2 separate regions of the Mus musculus genome follow, and region 1 is linked to region 2. The links are chromatin contacts, called in public promoter capture Hi-C maps. All regions are on one chromosome and are shown on one strand. The core of a region is the stretch at or near the end of the contact, and the rest is flanking DNA. Distances in the headings are between cores, read along the strand shown. Region 1 holds the start of Grk4 (G protein-coupled receptor kinase 4). Region 2 holds the start of Slbp (stem-loop binding protein).

The links. Capture Hi-C pulls out chosen DNA fragments and counts their contacts.
Region 1: a promoter capture Hi-C map of liver shows a contact between it and region 2, with 4 times the contacts expected there. The contact joins the promoter of Grk4 here to the promoter of Slbp in region 2. A contact is called at or near these places in 7 of 39 promoter capture datasets (3T3-L1-derived adipocytes, the C10 cell line, erythroid cells and 3 more), 21 of 484 Hi-C or Micro-C datasets (B cells, CD4 T cells, CD8 T cells and 17 more), 7 of 115 datasets of contacts at active chromatin or transcription factors (astrocytes, cardiomyocytes, embryonic stem cells and 1 more) and 2 of 9 other capture datasets (liver and pancreatic islet).

The regions. Positions count from the first base shown.
Region 1 is chr5:34,659,111-34,662,418 of GRCm38.p6, reverse strand. Grk4 (G protein-coupled receptor kinase 4) reads right to left here and starts at 2,040. Exons shown (of 16, transcript NM_019497.2): 1 at 1,415-2,040. The coding sequence starts at 1,466. Nop14 (NOP14 nucleolar protein) reads left to right here and starts at 2,271. Exons shown (of 18, transcript NM_029278.2): 1 at 2,271-2,568. The coding sequence starts at 2,374.
Region 2 is chr5:33,650,789-33,653,936 of GRCm38.p6, reverse strand. Slbp (stem-loop binding protein) reads left to right here and starts at 1,363. Exons shown (of 8, transcript NM_009193.2): 1 at 1,363-1,742; 2 at 1,858-1,974. The coding sequence starts at 1,684. It overlaps Tmem129 (transmembrane protein 129), which reads left to right. Exons shown (of 4, transcript NM_026698.3): 4 at 1-721.

The sequences.
Region 1 (3,308 bases), core at 791-3,290, 1.0 Mb before region 2:
AGAATGAGTGGGAAGAGAACCAGGTCTTGGTTTTCTCTTAAGGCAGTTAGGAAAGACTCAGAAGTATGCACTTGCTTCTCTTTCAGTAGAACATTCGACTGTTCATGTTGTTTCTCACTCCAAATTCCAATTAGTCCTTGAAGGGGATTTAAAAAAAATATTTATTTTATGTATATGAGTACACTAGGTGTACAGATGGTTGTGAGCCATCATGTGGTTGTTGGAAATTGAACCCCCTCGATCTGGCCAGAAGATTTATTGATTTATTTATTATTCTACGTTAAGTACACTGTAACTGTCTTCAGGCACACCAGAAGAGGGCGTCAGATCTCATTACGGATGGTTGAGCAGTCAGCACTCTTAACCACTGAGCCATCTTGCCAGCCCCTCAAAACAGTATTATTTTGAATAATAGTATTAATTCAAAAATACTGACAGAGTAATGTCTTTTCTTTCATTTGTTTGTTTCTTTGATGATAGCTCTAGTCTCCATAGTTCTACTATAGTAGAACTCATAGTCTACTCCATAGTTCGCAGACTATGGAGCCTAGACTGCCATTGCACAGAGGATCTTCCTGCTTCAAGCCTCCTCTCTCTGCTCCTTGCTCACAGGGGTTTCAAAGCCCTTAGTTTGGTATTCAATTCTGGACACCACTCACTATAAGAAATTTCTGACAATGTTTCTTGTTAGGGCTTCCCATATTGAAAATAGTTATATTGTCCAATTAAGATTCTTCTTCCTGAAAATCACTTGGAACGTAAATGGACTTGTGGGGTTTTTTGTTTGTTTGGTTGGTTGGTTGGTTTTTCGAGACAATGTTTCTCTGTGTCGCCCTGGTTGTCCTGGAACTCACTTTGTAGACCAGGCTGGATTCCAACTCAGAAATCCACCTGCCTCTGCCTCCCGAGTGCTGGGATTAAAGGCGTGTGCCACCATGCGCCACCACTGCCCGGCTAAAATCAATTTTTAAAAGGAACAAAAAGAAAAATCAAAAACATCTGTTACTCACTGGTTTTTCTCAAAGAATATACTTCACATTCTGTGAGGTGAACACACTGAAGCTTCTTAATAGCGTCTACTTCCCATGGAACCTTTGCCTGGGTAATCCTAGAAAGTGTGCAATGCATAACTTTCCATACTCTGTCTTTCAGATTAGCAGCGCTGAGAGTGAGATGGAACTCAATCAGCCCCTTGTGCCTGTTAGGCTAGCGCTACTGTTTCAAAACAACAAAAGTTAGCCCAGGATCACTGACTGACACCCGCTAAGCTGCAGCTCCAATCCAGAATTGGTTCCAGTAGAATCAAAACTCCCTTATTAGACAATAAGGTACCAAGGAATCAGGATTCTCTCCAAGGTTAAAGTTCCTAGGAGGCGCTACCTTCGGGGAGACGGGGAGCCCGGGGTGCACCCACCTAGACGGGCCTTCAGCAACAGATTGTTGGCCACGAAGTTCTCGAGTTCCATGATCGCTGTCCTGCGCCGTCGCTGCCGCGGTTTCCGACGTCGAACTTTTCGGAGTCGAGGCAATGGAGACGGGGAAGGCTGCGGGGAAGGAGATCCTAAACCCGCGGCAGAAGCCTCGGGGCATCCCTTGTCCTTTGAGGAACGCGGCTTCTGGACGGTGGCCCTCCGCGACAGCGACCGTCTCTGTCGCTTCTTCCTCCGCCTCCTCCGGGGTCGCCACAACTGCCAACAGGAGCGCTGCCGTCGTCGCCGTCGCTGTCGCCGTCGCGGTCGCCGCGGAGATGGGACACGGGTAGGCTCGCTACGGGTTCCAGCTCTGTTGCTGTCCCGGCAAGGGGCTTCCGCTATCGGCGCCGGCGCGCGGTAGCTCGAGCTCCTCTCAGCATCATCGCCCAGGCCCAGGGCGCGTAACTCTCTCCTCAGCGCCGGGTCCTGGGCAGCACTCAACCTTCGCCGCGCCCTACCCTACCGAGGAGCTTACAAACTCGAGAGCGGTCTCCAGCGGCGACGGCGACAGCTCCAGCAGCGGCAGCCGCAGCCGCCAGTTAACTCGCAAGACAGCTGGGCCCCGGCTAACGGTTTTCCTCCAGAGGGAGCCCGAGAGCTCCCCTCGGGGCGGCGTCTGAGGATACTGTGGCGGCTCTCGGGACACTACAGATCCCATAAGGCCCAGCGCCAGGAAGTCGAGGAAGTGTGGCCTCCTGGGAGTTGTAGTCTTTAATCCAGTAAACTGTAGTGCCTGTTTAGTGTCATCCAGGACTTGTGTACTTCTCGCGAAATACGGGAAGCTGACGCACTCATCGCGAGACGAAGCTGGGCGTGGTTTTACATCAGCATCCTATGCACGAGTTTCTTGAACTGCTTGGTCTGTACGCACTGTCGTCCAAAGTGTGGCGGAGTGAATGTCATGGGGAAAGCCAAGCGGACTGGGGCGCGGAGGCAGGTCCACAAAGCGCCCGCAGGGGCGTCCGGAGGCCCGGCGAAAACTAACCCAAACCCATTTGAAGTGAAAGTCAACCGGCAGAAGTTCCAGATCCTTGGCAGGAAGACGCGCCACGATGTGGGCCTGCCCGGGGTGTCCCGCGCTCGTGCCATCAGGAAGGTGAGGGGATAGGCTCTACCCAGGTTCTGCGTACTATGCCCAGTGGCTAGTGAAAGCCATTTGGGGAGAAAAAGATTTATTTGGCTTACACTTATATATTTCCATCATTGAGGAAATTAGAGGCAGGAGCTGATGTAGAAGTCATGAGGGGTGCTGCTTACTGGCTTGCTCTCTATAGCTTGCTTAGCCTGCTTTCTTAAAGAACCTAGGACCGCTGCTAGCACATAGGTGGGCCCTCCGCGGTCAATCACTAATTAGTAAAATGCTCTTTGGGCTTGCTTGCAGCCCGGTCTTATGAAAGTATTTTTTTCCAATTGAAATTCCCTTCTTTCTGATGACTATACTTTGTGTCAAGTTTGCCTTAAACTAGCCAGCAAAACGATCAGGACTGAGGCATAACACTGCCTCTCCTTTGCTTGATATCGAATGCGCTTCCTCTGGAAACCCTTCCTCCTTGGGATCTTCCAGGTATACATTCTTCTTGACTCTTCTTGGAGCTTTTAGGGCCTAAGAGTCAATCTCTTCTGAGCTCTGAGCTGCCCTGTACCACTGCTCTGTATGCTTTGACCATGACAGTATTCGTCCCGTGGATAGGGTTTACAGAGTATGCTCTTTGAATGTTTGGAAATTGTCCTTCCTCTGAATTTCATGAGCTTGTCCCTTGGGAAGTCACTGGAATAGTACCTTTTGGGGATAACCTCATAGCTTCCATCCTTGTTCTTATGGCCCCATCTCAAGAG
Region 2 (3,148 bases), core at 114-2,613:
GTGACTGTGGCTAGCCAAGGGGCCACTTCTTGGTAGGAAGGTATGACAGAGTACTTTCCCAAGTTCCTCACGAGGGTTGCATATGCTTTAGAGGGTCCACAATGCTTTTGTTGTCTTGTCCTGCTTCTCTAGTCCAGGGGAGACCAAAAGCTCATACTCCTAACCCTAGGAAAGGGTTTTAGGGAGCCAAGGACCAGAGAGCCACAGGACTATCCAGAAAGAAACCCATCAGGGGTGTAGCACAGGGTTAGCCAAGCCCCTGTGGGGTGCTTGGATCAGGAGAGGATACCTCAGTGGTTAAGGTTCTGATGGACGCACATATACATAGATGTACTCACTTATCTATGGTACAGATGGGTGGGGAAGAGGTTGCTCTTTACTCTCCATCTCTGACACAAAGTGTAGCTGCTAGAGGGATGACCTCTCCTTCAACTTGTCCTGAAGCACTTACATTTAGTTGTTGAAAGCAGTAGTAGCAGACCAAGCTAGCCCCTTATCCAGCCAACACTGCACCTAACCCCAGGGATTTGCTACCAGAGCAAACTCAGTTCTGCCTGTCCCTGAAGTATGACCAGGAGACAGCCAGTTTCAAGGGCTGTCTGCCTAGCAGAGGCCAAGTGGTTTGAAGTTATTTTTAACCACAGAAGAGTTAATTTTATACAAATAAATGTAAATGTAGTTAAATGATACAGTATTTAATAAAGTGTTCCTTTTCAAGTGATGTACTTCATTTTGTTTAACCTGGTAGTAAAACCAAACTTTTGCAGTATTTTACATAGTGGCTGCAGGATGTTGGGAAAGTCAGATGAATATAGTCACAGATCAGAAAGTCGTATAAGAAACCAGTGTCAGTGCTTGGTACGTTCAGAAGGACAAGCCCTTAGATGGCTCCACATAGTTACCACCATCCCACCCTCTCACGCTGCTCTGGGCCAGATCCACTCTTAAGGGAAGGGTCATGATTGCCCACATAGGACAGGTGGGATCTGCAGGGGCCTGGCCTGCGTGCTGGAGACTCAAGCACCAGAGGCAGGGCAGATGGCCTTGCGGGGAAAAAGAGGCCACTAAGTTATTTGGCTGTTAATGGATGGCTTGTACGGTTTTAAAGCTATGGGTATAAGCTAGAGGCGGGCTCTCCCGCCTTACTGTGGCGGTGGGTAGGAGGGGCCGGTCGGGATCTTGGACTGCATCTCGGTGGGCCGGCCCTCGCCGTGGCCACACCTCCTGACTTTGAGAGGCAGTGGCGCGCACTGCCCAATCTCCCGCCAATATCCCTCGGGCCCGCGAAGGGGCAACCAATCAGAGGCCCAGCTGCTACAGCGCCAGCCTCCTGGAAGGCCGTGGGGGCTGGGGGAGGTCGCCAGTTCCTTTCCGCCTTAGTCGGGCTGTTCCATTTCTCCCGCCCTTCGGACGGCCGCATTAGGCGTTGTAGTTTAGCGACTGCCCGCAATCCCAAGGCTTGGGTTGGAGCCGGGTCCGTCAGGCGGGCGCGCAGAGCTGAGAGGGACTCCCCTGCAGGTGCGCGTCTCATGGTTTCGCCCTTCGCCGCGCGCGCGCGGGAGTTACCGAGGGGCGGGGCCGCTGCGCACTTAAGGGCGGTTGGGCAAGGCGAGCTCAGACCTCGTCAGTGCTGTTGCCGAGTGAAGTGCTTGCCGCCGAGCTGCCCTTCAGACTTCTGCCGCCATGGCCTGCAGACCTAGAAGCCCACCCGGTTATGGGAGTCGCCGCGACGGTGGTGCGAGGTAAGCGGGTCATGCGGTCTACGAGTCCTCGACTTCTCGCCGTCTGTAAGCTAAGGGTTCCCTGAACCATCGGTGCTTGGGGGCCCCGCCCACTGACCGCAGTCTGTGTCCTCAGCCCGCGGTCCCCTGCGAGATGGAGTCTCGGACGGAAGCGCAGAGCGGACGGAAGGGACCGGAAGCCCGAGGACTCCGAGGAAGGCGAGCTCCAGACTGCGGACCACCGACCTGAAAGGTGGGTCCCGACTCCTTGGAAACGGGTTGGTCACTCGGGGGGTTTGGAGACGGGCCAAGGGGACCCTCATCCCGTGGCACTCGGGTTTTCGAAGCTGGTGGAGTAGATTAGCTTACTCTGGAGATTCTCTTCAGTTTTGCTCAGTGTTAGAAGCATCTTACCAGCGACTGATAGGTGGCAGCAAAACTGGTTTTATCCGGAGTGGGTCAGCCTTTATATTTTTCACTCATAATGTCAGTAATGTCAAGGACTACTACTATGAACATCTTGTTAAAATGTTTCGACCTCCAACCCTCCCCTGCTTCCGGGGCGGGGGTGGGGGGGAGAGAGAGAGTGAGTGTGTGTGTGTGTGTGTGTGTGTGTATGTGTATTGGGGCGAGAAATTAGGTTTTATTACCTGAGTGAAAGCGAGATACAAACCAAAATTGAGTCCTAGATTATTCATACTTGTAGTTGGGTCCTTCCATTTGATAAGCTTTTGCCACGGTGTTTAGATTTTTTTCCCTGAGGCATTGTGCTTAAGTCAGTGAGGTCCCTTGGTAGCCTGATGGAGGCGGGCTAGCAAGTGAAATAGTAATTCAGAGAGACCAGGAGTGCCTTAAGAGTAAGCTGGTGATGTGAACTCTTCAGGGAAGTGCTCTCTTTGGGGACCTTTGTGTAGTGATTGATGAGAAAAGCGATCTCAGAAATTTTGACCATACCTTCTTTTATGGGCTATGGTGTTTGCTAGATGGCTGACTAGAAGGGAGGATAAGATAAGCATGGGGCTGCCAAGCCCAGTGAAGGGAATTAGTGACTTAACTCAGTGACTTCTGAATACACAGGCAATGTTGATTGAGGATAGAAAAGTCAGCCTGATTGAAACCCTTGACCATTTCTGTTGATGCCAGTCATTTCTCATGATAACAGGAGCAAAGGATGGGCAGATCTATTTTGGGAGGAAATCTTGTTAACCTTGGGGAAACTTTCAGGTGAAAATGTGAAATTACCAGCACATCTCTGAAGACATTAGACTAGTTGTGGGAGTATAGGAAAGGCCAGAGGCCAGCCCTAAGGTAGATTAAAGGAAGGTGATAGCGTTTATATCAGTGATCTCAGGTGTGATCAGGAGTTACAGGCAGGAGAATTAGAAGTTCAAGTTCTTTATTTGCTACACAGTGAGACTAGACTATCT